Linked DNA regions of Macaca mulatta: region 2 is linked to region 1. Evidence: chromatin contacts called from public Hi-C data. All regions are on one chromosome and are shown on one strand. Each heading gives the region's core, a stretch centred on a gene start, on an enhancer-like site or on the middle of the called end of the contact. The rest is flanking DNA. Distances are from core to core; before and after follow the strand shown.

What was found. Hi-C and Micro-C count contacts between places; a contact is called where the count stands out from the background.
Region 2: a Hi-C map of cortical neurons shows a contact between it and region 1, with 3 times the contacts expected there. The contact joins the promoter of CHCHD5 here to the promoter of ZC3H6 in region 1. A contact is called at or near these places in 2 of 14 Hi-C or Micro-C datasets (cortical neurons and fetal cortex germinal zone).

What each region holds. Positions count from the first base shown.
Region 1 is chr13:22,410,392-22,416,548 of T2T-MMU8v2.0, reverse strand. ZC3H6 (zinc finger CCCH-type containing 6) reads right to left here and starts at 3,554. Exons shown (of 12, transcript XM_001087547.5): 1 at 3,126-3,554. The coding sequence starts at 3,157.
Region 2 is chr13:22,662,771-22,668,927 of T2T-MMU8v2.0, reverse strand. CHCHD5 (coiled-coil-helix-coiled-coil-helix domain containing 5) reads right to left here and starts at 2,451. Exons shown (of 4, transcript XM_001088583.5): 1 at 2,406-2,451; 2 at 940-1,080; 3 at 689-854. The coding sequence starts at 2,407. LOC106993133 (a long non-coding RNA gene) reads left to right here and starts at 2,223. Exons shown (of 2, transcript XR_001439286.3): 1 at 2,223-2,353; 2 at 2,541-4,264.

The sequences.
Region 1 (6,157 bases), core at 2,305-4,804:
CTCTAGGCTTATGCAAAAGTCCTCTACTATATTCTACATAGCCACAAATTTATTTACAAATATTTTTATATTAATAACATTTTATAAAATACAATGTTTTAACTCCAGGTGTGAAAATATTTAAAGGAAAGTACACTAAATGGATTTTTTTTAAAGTTATTCATTTGGCAAACAATCTTGTGCAAAATGTTCACTATATAACATGTACAAGGCCAGGCATGGTGGCTCACGCCTGTAATCCCAACACTCTGGGAGACTGAAATGGGAGGATGGCTGGAGCCCAAGAGTTCAAGACCAGCCTGGGCATATAGCAAGACTCTATTCTTTAAAGGAGAAAAAAACTATGCATTCTGTGAATTCCATTTACATTTAGAATCTCATTCTCACATAAACAGTAATATTTTAATTTGTATAAAATCAAAGCAATTGTAAATATAAATCATAGGCTTCGTTTTTTTTCCTGCACACACAATATGCCTTAATTTTTGAAAATGTTATAAAAGGAGTATCCTTGACTGGGTGCAGTGGCTCACGCCTGTAATCCCAGAACTTCGGGAGGCCAAGGATGGTGGATCATTTGAGGTCAGGAGTTCAAGACCAGCCTGCCCAACATGGTGAAACGCGGTCTCTACTAAAAATACAAAAACTTAGCCAGGTGTGGTGGCGGGTGCCCATATTCCCAGCTACTAGGCAGGCTGAGGCAGGAGAATGGCCTGAACCTGGGAGGCAGAGCTTGCAGTGAGCCAAGATCACCCCACTGCACTCTAGCCTGAGCAACACAGCGAGACTCTGTCTCAAAAAAACTAAAAATAAAAAATAGTAATAATCCTTGAGACAAAGCCTAGCTCCATACACCAAGTTTCATATCTTTTTCTCCACTTAATTCACAGAAACTTTTATAACAGCATAAAATAGCTATAACATGGCAAGATACAGTATTTTGGGACCCCGCAGATTAGTCTATTTTTTCCCCAAATTTCTTAAGAATTATCCAGGGAGCCTATGAAAAATACTCTAGAGATTCTGATTCAGTTGTTTTGGGCAGAACAAAAATTTACTCCCCAAAGTGATTCTGATGATTAACTAACATTGGGAAACACTGATCAAGTACAGCAGTTCTCAATTTGGCACATATTACAATTTCCTGGGGAGCTTTTAGAACTCTTAAAACCCAGGCGGAGGTCCAGACCAACAGAAATAGCAGCAATACTTAAAAAAAAAAGTTCCCCAGGGAAGGTTAGAACCATCGATCTGATCTTGGAGAATTTCTCCTGACTTCTAGTTCACTTTGTTTTTGATGTAGTTGTTTTGTTTTTCATGTGGGTTGACAAAAAAGTGTGAAAAAAAAATAAACCATCTCTTTCACCTCAGAACCAAGATGCCACTTAACAATGGCTAAGTTAAAGTGGAGCTATCTTTTTGCTTCAGAAATCGCTGGAAAATACTCTTAGTCCTAATTTTAAATAAAATAGACTAATCTTTAGCTCCTACTACCAAGCTATTAACATATCTTACAAATAATTATTTAAGGTTTTCTTTTTAACCTCTAAATCAGTATTTTAAAATTTCAAGCTATTTAAAAGGTCTGTCATCACAGTTCCTTACCAGCAAAATTATTTTGATACTTGAATTTGATGACATGGTTTTTTCATGATGTACAATACATAACTCCATATATTGAAGTTACATTGTGCACTAAGAGAGGGAAACAGATTTCCTTCTTCCATATAAAAAAAGGATTTTCGCTCCATTAGCAAAACCCCATCATTGGTTTGTCCATAGATACTCAAGAGTGGGAAACTTCTCAAGGTATTAGTCAACCCATTCTAAGAACATTCTTTTTAATAAAAAAGATAACGTTAAAAAAATCATTAAAAATATGCCAAGTGCAAGCTTATCATTTTTAAGAGTGCATTTTACTTTCTAAAAATCATTATACCTTTCATCGACGTGCCGTCTGGCTGTGCCGTCTGGCAATCCACTTTTATTATTACAATACTGAAGTTGTTGAAATATCACTTTTATCCCTCTCAAGATTGCTAGGCATTTAGATATTTCAAATTTCAGCAGTGTCTGTGATTTTTCCTTCTGGGTTTTAAAAACGGGTTTAGGATGCTTTACCAAGCAGATCACATTACTACAGATCAAACTTCAGCAATGTATATAGTCTACAGTAAAATGTATATTTTTGATTACTTCTATTCACAAAGTAGTAACTGTGAGGTTCTAAATTTTCAAATTAATATTCTAAGTAAGAATCAGATGCAATGGATTTTGTTTCATTAAGTTTAATGAAAGCCCCCCTTTCTCATTATTAAAGATATATACGAACGAAAATTTGAATTATAACCAAAATTTAAGTATACTACAGTATACTTTGTAAATGTCCCCAAACTTGAGTGGAATCCAGAATGTGCCTCTTAAGGCACAGAGCAAAAAATAAAAAATCAGAATCTCAATTAAACATTCAAGTGATACACACCATCTAGAAAATTGGGCAAGCCTGAATAATCGATGGAGTTTTTCCGTTAGGGTAAAACTATGCTACACTAAGTTTCTGCAAAGCCTATTTTGTGTTAACATACTGAACTTGAAACTTGCCATCTCAAATTCCAAGGGGTAAGACTGTATACAACAGATGGCCTTTTGGTGCTGCTTAAAACTTCCCTGAAAACCAAACATGTTTATTTTTTAGAGGTGTTCTCGGCTCTCGGGAAGTAGTCAAATATTAAAACACCCGTTCCTGAAAATTCCTGGCTGGTCCTATCTGGCCGGGAGCACCGACCCCTGGACGGGAAGAGGCAGGACCGCAGCACCGAGCCGGGACGCTGAGAGCCGCCCGGCGCACACGGAGCCCGCCCGGGGGCGGGGGGCTCGCACGTGCCCAGCCGGGGGCGGGGCCGGCGCCGGCGAGCAGCGACCCCGGCTCGGGGAGGCGGGCGCGGCCGGGCCGACCTCCCCCGCGGCCGCGATCCAGCAGTTTACATAAGGGTGCGCGTCATGGAACTGACGGAGCCACACAGAGACGTCTAGGTCATGCAGGAGGCGCCCGGCCCCGGCCCGCTCCCGCCGCCCCAGACCCCTCCTCTCATCCGACAGAAAGACAGACAAGAAGGGTTCCCGACCTGTCGTGCCCTGCATGTTCAGAGTCTGTCATGTTTGGTCAAGAACGGGGCGGGGCTGGAGGGCAGGTCTGCGAGGCCGGCGGCGACGGGGCGCGGGGAAGACCCCTGCGCCGCCTGCGGGAACCTGCTCCCGGCCGCCGCCGACAGGTGACGAAGTGGTAAAAACTCACGGTTACTAGTGAGCGACACAGACACAGACTTTCCAGTCTATTAACAACCACGCCAGAGAGGTGGGGCTCTAACTGCAAACACTGGGCAACGGCCCCGCGCTGCCGGCGCTGCCGCTCTAGTCTCTATTCGCCGCCGGTGGCTGTGGCGTGGGAGCGGGCGGGCGGCGTGCAGCGACGCGGGGATTTGGACAGTGGCCGTAACGGTGATTTCTCCTCACCAACATGGCGGCACCCGAAACAGGCGGCTCGAGAAAATGGCGCCGGCCGCAACACCTTGCCCGGGACTAAAGGGCAAGAGAGATTCCTCCGCGAGCCGCGGCCCTTGCCCAGCCCGCCGGGGCCGAGCGCGTTGACCATTGGAGGAGACTGCCCGTCAATCACCTGCAGGGGCGGGTCTTCGCCCTTCTCCGTGCGGCGGCGGAGGCGGCAGCCTAGTGGCGGGGCCGGGCGGCGAGAGACGTGGCCGGATGGCTCTTCGAGTGTCTGCAGGAGGGGGAGGCGGCCCACGGGACCAACGAGGGCCACCAGTGCCTCAGTTCCCGGCCCAGTGCGGGCCGCGGTTTTTCCTGCCAGAGGCCCGCCGCCTGAGGAGTTCCAGACGCACCAAGCAAACGGGCCCCAAAACCATTAGCCGAGGCGGGCAGGGGTGGGATAACAAAGAACAAGGCGGCTGTAGAGTCCTTGAAATTTTTTGTTAAAACCTTTGTTCTTGCAATAATAGGGAAATGCGGTTTATCCTTCACAGTTGTAGCAGGTTTTTGTAACGTTTAGTGCTCAGAATCGTGTTTTAAGGAAAACAGCTCGCCCATGCAATTTTTTTTTATATTTAGTGCTAAATTTACCCGTTATTACTTGAAATAGGAATAGCTATTGAAATAATTATATAAACGTTACTTTATTTCGTAATGTTAACGTAAAATGTATGCGAGTATTTTAGAAATAACCGTTAGGCATGGTTTTTTTTTGGGGGGGGGCAGATGGAGTCTCGCTCTGTCACCCAGGCTGGAGTGTGGTGGTGGCGCTCTCCCCTCACTGCAACCTCTGCCTCCTGGGTTCAAGCAGTTTCCCTGCCTGAGCCTCCGTAGTAGCTGGGACTACAGGCACGCGCCACCACGACTGGCTAATTTTTGTATTTTTAGTAGAGATGAGGTTTCCCTATTTTGGCCAGGCTGGTCTCGAACTCCTGACCTCAGGTGATCTGCCTGCCTGGGTGTCCCAAAGTGCTGGGGTTACAGCCGTGAGCCACTGCGCACGGCTATGCATGACTTTTTTTTTTACACTTATGAACGTGACCTTACATTTTTAAATGACAAGTCAGTGTTTTGGCCCATTTAATATATTAAATGTCCTGAAGGAAAGTTCCTTGCTTTATACTACAATAGACTTAATAATTAATCCAAATATCTGACTTAATTTGTCTTTCCTTAATAATGCATTTTGCTAATGCATAAATGGAATGCATTCAGAAACAATTGCAATGAGTGGATTAAATTAGAAATGTAAAGTTTTTGATATTAACATATACATTGAAAATAAAGGCCGGACATGGTGGCTCACGCATGTAATCCCAGCACTTTGGGACACCGAGGCGGGCGGATGACCTGAGGTCGGGAGTTCGAGACCCGCCTGACCAACATGGAGAAACCCCGTCTCCACTAAAGATACAAAATTAGCTGGGCTTGGTGGTGCATGCCTGTAATCCCAGCTAATCGGGAGGTTGAGGCAAGAGAATCGCTTGAACCTGGGAGGAGGAGGTTGCAGTGAGCCGAGGTCCAGTCATTGCGCTCCAGCAACAAGAGTGAAACTCCATCTTAAAAAAAAAAAAAAAAAAAAGGTCGCGCTTTGTTTTTTTCTTTTTTTTTTTTTTTTTAGTTGAATACAGCCAGTGACAAGACCTGTACTTACAGCCACATTTTGCCATAATATGTTTCTAGGAAGCTTTCAAAAGATAGATCTGAAGAAACTGTATTAGCATTTGGAGTTACATTAAAATCTCAGGACTTTGGTTTTATTGTAACTGTTTTAGTTAATTTAGGCCTTTCTGCAGCTCATTTGGGTAGCCGATTTCTTGAAGTTATCCAAAGGCCCTTGTGGTAAACAGTTGCTGTTCTTTCTTGCACTTCTGTTTTCCCTGTCCCCTGTATCTGGAGGTCTGAGAATTTCTTTCAAACTTTCATTAAGGTGTTTGGTTTGTGATGGTGTAGGACAGTGCAGTTCTCTCTGGATGAAAAGCCTCCTTTTCTAATTGTTGGCATGTGCCACTTAAGTTTGATGATAAAATTTGTCATCAGGCCTTGGTCTTTTTCTCTAGGTAACAAAGGGGAGGTGTGTGTGGGTGAGCTTTGAGGGGCAGTGCTCTTTTGAGGCTGTGGGTTTGTAGAATCTAGAAGTGCTTAGACATCTGTGACACCTTGTCTTTAATTGCCTCAGGGAGCAATGTAGGTATCAAAGAGATTACACTAATTTTAAACCTAACGGATTTTACCTAATAATGACATATGGATCATGAGAACCACAGAATTCTTGTTACTTAATGACCTTGTCAAAACCTCAGCAAAAAGAGACCACCAGACTGTAGTGAGGCTTGTAGCAGCATAAGGTCGTGTTCCTAGGATGACTACAGATCTCTCCCCAGGCCTCTCAGTTAAATGTCTCCCAGAGAAAACTCAACACTGCCCACCTGGCCGTAGGCCCTTGACCCCCTTTCTTGGAGCATTTACAAAAAAAAGAGCTTACAATTGTGAGTCCTTCCTCTGTCCCCTTGACATGTATGTGTTCTCTCCTACAATTCAGGAGTATCTAAGGACCTGAAAGCCATTCCTTTGAAGTTTAATCATCTGGAAGGTTACTGTCTCCCATTCT
Region 2 (6,157 bases), core at 1,202-3,701, 250 kb before region 1:
TTTCACCTTTGGAGCTCACAGTCCAGTCAGGAGGGCAGTAAACATCTAAAAGAGCATTTTTCAACGTTTTCCCATTACCGCCTCTCCTCAAGGAGTCATTTTAGACTTTTGTTGTAATTGCCCAACCATGAAACTTACATATCACAGATACACTGTATATCTGGCTTACATATTAGATACATTTAAAAGAGTGAGCTTTTTTTGGCCACCTCAGCCCAGCCCCTCTCCAGTTGCAGATGAAAAGTAGTGGGAGAGAGAGGGTGAGGGAGGAGGTGGATGAAGTCAGCCTAGGGAAGAACACAGAGAACCTAGCAAGGACCTGGAATTTTATTCTCAATGTGACGCAAAGCCACTGGAGAGATTTAAGCATAGGTGTAATGAGACCAAATTTCAGTCCTAACATGCTCACCCAGGCCGCTTTATGGAGGCAAGAAAAGAGGAAGGAAGGGAGACCAGGGAGAAGGCTGGGGCAGGTATCCTGGAGGGGGAGGGTGTGGGTGGTGGTGGATTAAAGCAGGGGCTATATGGGGCAAGAAGTGATGATGTTCTGGATTCTGGATGCATGGCAAAGGCCTGTGTGGTGGTGGGGTGGGGCTGAGGATGACTCCTAAGTCTTTACCCTGAACAATCAGAAGGATGAAGGGCATGTTGTGGAGAAAAGAGATGAACTGAGATGAGCCCCTCTTACCTCCACAGTTGTAGGTGAACGTGGTGGCTGCACCTTCTCAGCGCACTGCAGGAAGCGGCGCATATGCTCCGCACAGTTGCCCACAGCTGCCTCGTTCTGTCGAAGACATTCCTCGAAGGCCTCAAAAGGCTGAGCACAGGCCTGGCGGATCTGGCGGATGATTGGGCTGTGGGGGTAGGGCAGTTCAGCCTCTGGGAGATTCCCACCCCACTGCCCACCCCCCACACTGTCTCATACTTGCCGACACTCACTGGGAGGATGTGCATTGGGCAATGCTCATCTTAAGGTAGTGACAGTCCCGCTGCCAGGATTCCGGCTTGGCCGCCACACACTGGCCATACTGCTCCAACTCCCGGCCACAGTAGCGAGCGGTGACCTCCAGAGCTGCCTGCCTGTGGGACAGGATGGGCTGAGGATCATTCCAGGCAGCAGGGAAGCAAGGGAATCTTTATTTTATTTTATTTTTTAGAGACAGGGTCTCACTGTGGCCCAGGCTGGAGTGCAGTGGCATGATCATAGCTCACTGTAGCCACCAACTCCTGGATTCAAGTGATCTTCCTGCCTCAACCTCCTAAGTAGCTGGGACCACAGGCATGAGCCACCATGCCCAGCTAATTTTTTATGTTTTGTAGAAACAGGGTCTTGCTATGTTGCCCAGGCTGGTATTGAACCCCTCAGCTCAAGTGATCCTCCCGCTTAGACCTCCCAAAGTGCTAGGATTACAGGCATGAGCTATGGTGCTTGGCAAAGAAAGGGAATTCTGGTCTGGATCTGAAGTAGGACTAGGCGTTCAGGGCAGATGTGGGAGTCTGAAGGATCCTGATATGGGGCCAAAGAAGTGTAGAGGTGAGGCCTAGCCCTGGGGCTTGTAAAGCAGAAGGGGAGCTTCTGGGGAGAGATTGGAGGTTCTAAAACAAGGTCTGATTAATCTAAGGTAGGCCTTCTGGGTCCTAGAAGACAGGCCTTGAAATCCAGGCATCCCCCAGTAGGCCTGAGGATCATGCAGAGAAGACTTACGGACTTAGAAGTAAGATCTAGAATTCCAGGGAGAGAGCTTGAAAGCCCTAAATGGGTTTGGGGATTCTAAAAGTGAGGTTTAGAGGTCCAGGAGGTGAGGTCTCAGGTCCTGGGGAAGAGTGTCTTAGCCAAAGAGTCTTCAAGATGAAACCTGAGGCCGTGGTGCGGGACTCAAGTCCCAGGGGCATGAGGTCTGGAAGCCCTGCATGAGGTTGGTGCTCTGGGAATCCCGGGCAAGGTCAGAGTGGTCTAGGAACAAGTCTATGGACCCTATAGGTGAGGACTGGGGTCCTGGGCAGATGTGGAAGGTTCAATAGGTAAAGTTTGGTGATCGAGGGGGAGGAATCTGGAGCTCTGAGGACGGGTGTAGGAGTCCTAGAGGTCCCTAAATAGGTCTGTAGTCTTAGGATTTCGGTGTGAACGGCCGGACCAGGGGTACTGGGGGCAGAGCTTGGGTGAATAGTGACTGGACCGAAGTCCTAAGCTGCTGCGAGAGGGGGCGGGGCCTAAACGCTTAGAGGGCGGGGCTTGGGCATGCGGAGGGTTGTAACTCGTGAGGGAAGGCGCTGAATCCTGAGGGTCAGATCTCCAAGAAGGAGGGAGGCTGGTCCTAATTCCGGAGGTCCTAGACTAGGTCTAGATCACTGGGTAAGAGAAGGGGAGCGGCCGCACGTATACGGTAGGCGCTCTCACTACTCACATCTCGAGACTTTTGCCGGCGTAGGTCTGTCCGGGGGGAACGACCCGCCTTTTCCGGTATCGGTTGTCATGGCGGCGCCCAGCCCAGCCTGTTTTTTTCCGGTAGTCAATTGAACTAACAACCGGTTCCCTTTAGGACTAATCTGTCATGGCGGCGCCCCACCTCTTCTTCCGGTCCCGACTCGTCATGGCGACGCCCTGAGTAGCCACTTCCGCCCTCTTCTGGCTAGATTTATCCCTATTTCCGGCTTGCCATGGCAGCGCCCGGGGTTCAACGGAAGTAAGCGATGGAAAGTACGGTGGTGCCTCCGCTCCAAAGAGAATTCGCCGCTGAGCTGCGCCGCACCTCACGGGATTGAGCCGCAGACACAAGCGCTCCAAATCTCCGACTGGAGCTGGTGGGAAGCGGCTGCTGTTGCTGCGGCGTCTCAACATGTTGTTCCCAGTTTGGTTGGGTGCTATGGCGGTAGGCTGTTGGACTCAGGGATAGGAGGCCTGATTCCTAACGCCACGCTGCCACCATCGGCCTGGCGCAGAATCTGATAGTCCTCCTGGCACCCTGGTTCATGCGAGCGCTTGGAACAGAAGGGAAGAGGGAGTCAAACCAAGAGCCGAACTAATTCGGCTTGGGCCTCGTATTTACTCAGCCTGGGTGACCCAGGCGTTCCTCCATCCCTTAGTGTAGGCCAGGACAGACATGGTGTTTAATCCCGACTCCGTGAGACTATCAAGCCAGTTGCTTCCTCTCTTTGTAATTAATTCCTCCTAGTGTAGTAACATTTCCCCCTTCCTTCTCATCTGTCTTAAAAGTGTGAGGTTAGACATGGGCGTGAGTTTCCCCACTTAAAAGACTGGATATCCCCTGGTCAGAGAACTGAGCATCAGTCCTGCCATTTAGTTTGCAGATCTTTCAAGACTCTAGTCAAAATGAGCAGAACACTTTGCAGTTAATCATAGAGTTGAAGATGAACGAGAAGATGAACGAGAGCTACTTGACTGTGAACTAGTAACGACCACTTGGAGTCTCAGTGTGTCTGTAAAATGATGATGATGACAGTGACCTCATAGAGGACACAGTGCAAGTGAACAGTTTGATACTGAGCTTGGAGCCTCAGGTGTTCTGGATAAGTGAGAGCTCTACGGGAGGCTGTAACCATGAGCTACCCTGGTTGGCAGTTGACCTCCGAGGACCAGCACTGGTCATCTGAATCTGCCATAGGCACAGAAAGCTTTACACCTTGAGATCCCTCCATTCTTTTTAAACTTCCAAGTGTATGTTTGGTGGGAGAAGAGGGGAGGGGATCAACATTTAAAGGCTCTGGAAGGAGTCAGATAACTGTTTTTGGCTTCAAATGTAGACTGAATCCCTAGATTTTCCTCTACTGGGAGAACGAAATCTTAACCCACCCCGTTCCCTTGTTAGTACTCAGAAACGAATACCCCAAAGATGCATTTTGACATGCTGAAAGGCCTTAGAAGCTACCTCAGAAGAGCTGTCTAACCTTTCTTGTTGGTGTGTGGGGGTGGGGATGCCCACAGGTACACAGGGAGGGAGTTTCTGAAATTTTCTTATCTGACCACGAAAGCAAAAAAGAAGTTCAATTGTCTTAAACCCGGTTTCTAGGGATCTCGTTAAAGAACTAGGAAAAATCAACCACCTGTTAACAGAAAAACCAAACTGAAATGTCTTAAAGAGGTTTGTTTTGAGCCAATATGAGTGACCATGGCCTGGGAAACACAGGTCCTGAGAAAGTGTGCCTGAGACAGTAGAATTACAGTTTGGTTTTGTACATTTTAGGTGGATGGCAGTTACAAAGACATAAATCAGTACATAGAAGGTAAAGATTGTGTTCAGCTGGGTGCAGTGGCTCATGCCTGTAATTCCAGCACTTTGGGAGGTCGAGGTGGGCGGATCACTGGAAGTCAGGAGTTGGAGACCAGCCAGGAGTAGAGACATGGCGAAACCCTGTCTCTACAAAAAATACAAAAAATTAGCCAGGCATGGTTGGCAGGTGCCTGTAGTCCCAGCTACTCAGGAGGCTGAGGCACGAGAATTGCTGCGGAGGTTGTAGTGAGCCGAGATCACACCACTGCACTCCAGCCTGGATGACAGAGCATGACTCTGTCTCAAATTAAAAAAACTACAGTATTTTTATAATACATTTTGTAGTACCACTTATAACCACTTGGGTGCGTGGGTTGCCCATTAAATAAAACAGTTTACAGTTGACCCTTGAACAAGATGGATTTAAAGTGTACTGATGCACTTATACTCGGATTTTCTTCTGCCTCTGTCACTCTGAGACAGCAAGACCAACCCCCCTTCCTCCTCCTCAGCCTACTCAATGTGAAGAGGACAAGGGTGGACGCCTTTATGATGATCCACTTCCACTTAATGAATAGTATATTTTCTCTTCCTTACAATTTCCTTAATAACACTTTCTCTCTAGTTTACTATTGCAAGAATACAGTATATAATGCATATATCATACAAAATATGTGTTAATCTACTGTTTATGTCATCAGTAAGACTTCAGATCAACAGCAGGCTATTAGTAGTTAAGTTTTGGGGGAGTCAAAAGTTATATGTGGATTTTCTACTGCATTATTTAAGGGTCAACTGTAGATTCAAGAACTACCTAGGAGTGTAGAGTTGACTGATAGCACTGGGACTGATGATAACATCATAACCTGAAGAGGTGTCAACAATGGTAATGGACCCCCAGCAACCCTGGAGTGGGGATGTCTAAAGATGGATGTCATCCACCAGGCAGGAGTTGGTGCTGCCAATGTGTCATGTATTGCAGCCTCTTTTATTGTTACTTGTTTATTTTTTGAGACGGCATCTCGCTCTGTCACCCAGGCTGGAGTACAGTGGCACGATCTCAGCTCACTGCAACCTCCACCTCCCGGGTTCAGGTGATTCTTCTGCCTCAGCCTCCCGAATAGCTGAGACTACAGGCGTGTGCACCACGCCCGGCTAGTTTTTGTATTTTTAGTAGAGATGGGGTTCCACCATATTGGCCAGGCTGGTCTGGAAGTCCTGACCTCGTGATCCGCCCATGTCAGCCTCCCAAAGTGCTGAGATTACAGGCCTGCAGCCTCTTTTACTACAACAGATATGGGAGTCACAAGTGTGGCATATGGTGGTGGCTTCTGCATTAGAAACATAGGCCAAGTGCGGTGGCTCATCCCTGTAAATCCCAGCACTTTGGGAAACTGAGGTGGACAGACTGCTTGAGCCCAGGAGTTTGAGACCAGCCTGGGCAACATGGTGAAATTCTGTCTCTACAAAAAGTACAGAAGTTACCTGGGTGTGGTGATGTCATAGATAGTGGATTTATCCTTCCAACACCAACAACTAAAAAATCTGGACAAAATAGGAGACAACAGAGTTCAGACACTGGAAACAAGCATTGTAGCACAGTGGTCCCCAAGAGAAAGGAGACAAATGAAGTGACACTAGTGGCCCGGCTTATGTCTGGAGAGTTAGTTTCCAGGCTACACAGCCCAGGGGTATCCCTGAGTTGGGACAAAGTTGAGAATTTGGAGAGGCCAAGGCAGCTAGAGTTTGTAAGGCAGGGTACCAGAGAGTAGCATGACACAGGCCTGCAGAGGGTTTCCTGCACATGTAGCGCACAGCATGTCTGTGAATACACTCCTGGAGGCCAAGGGAACCACCAGGAAGGTGCAGGCAGAGCAATCCCTAGAGCTTGCAGTTGTCCATGTTCCACCCCCAGCCACAGAGGAGAC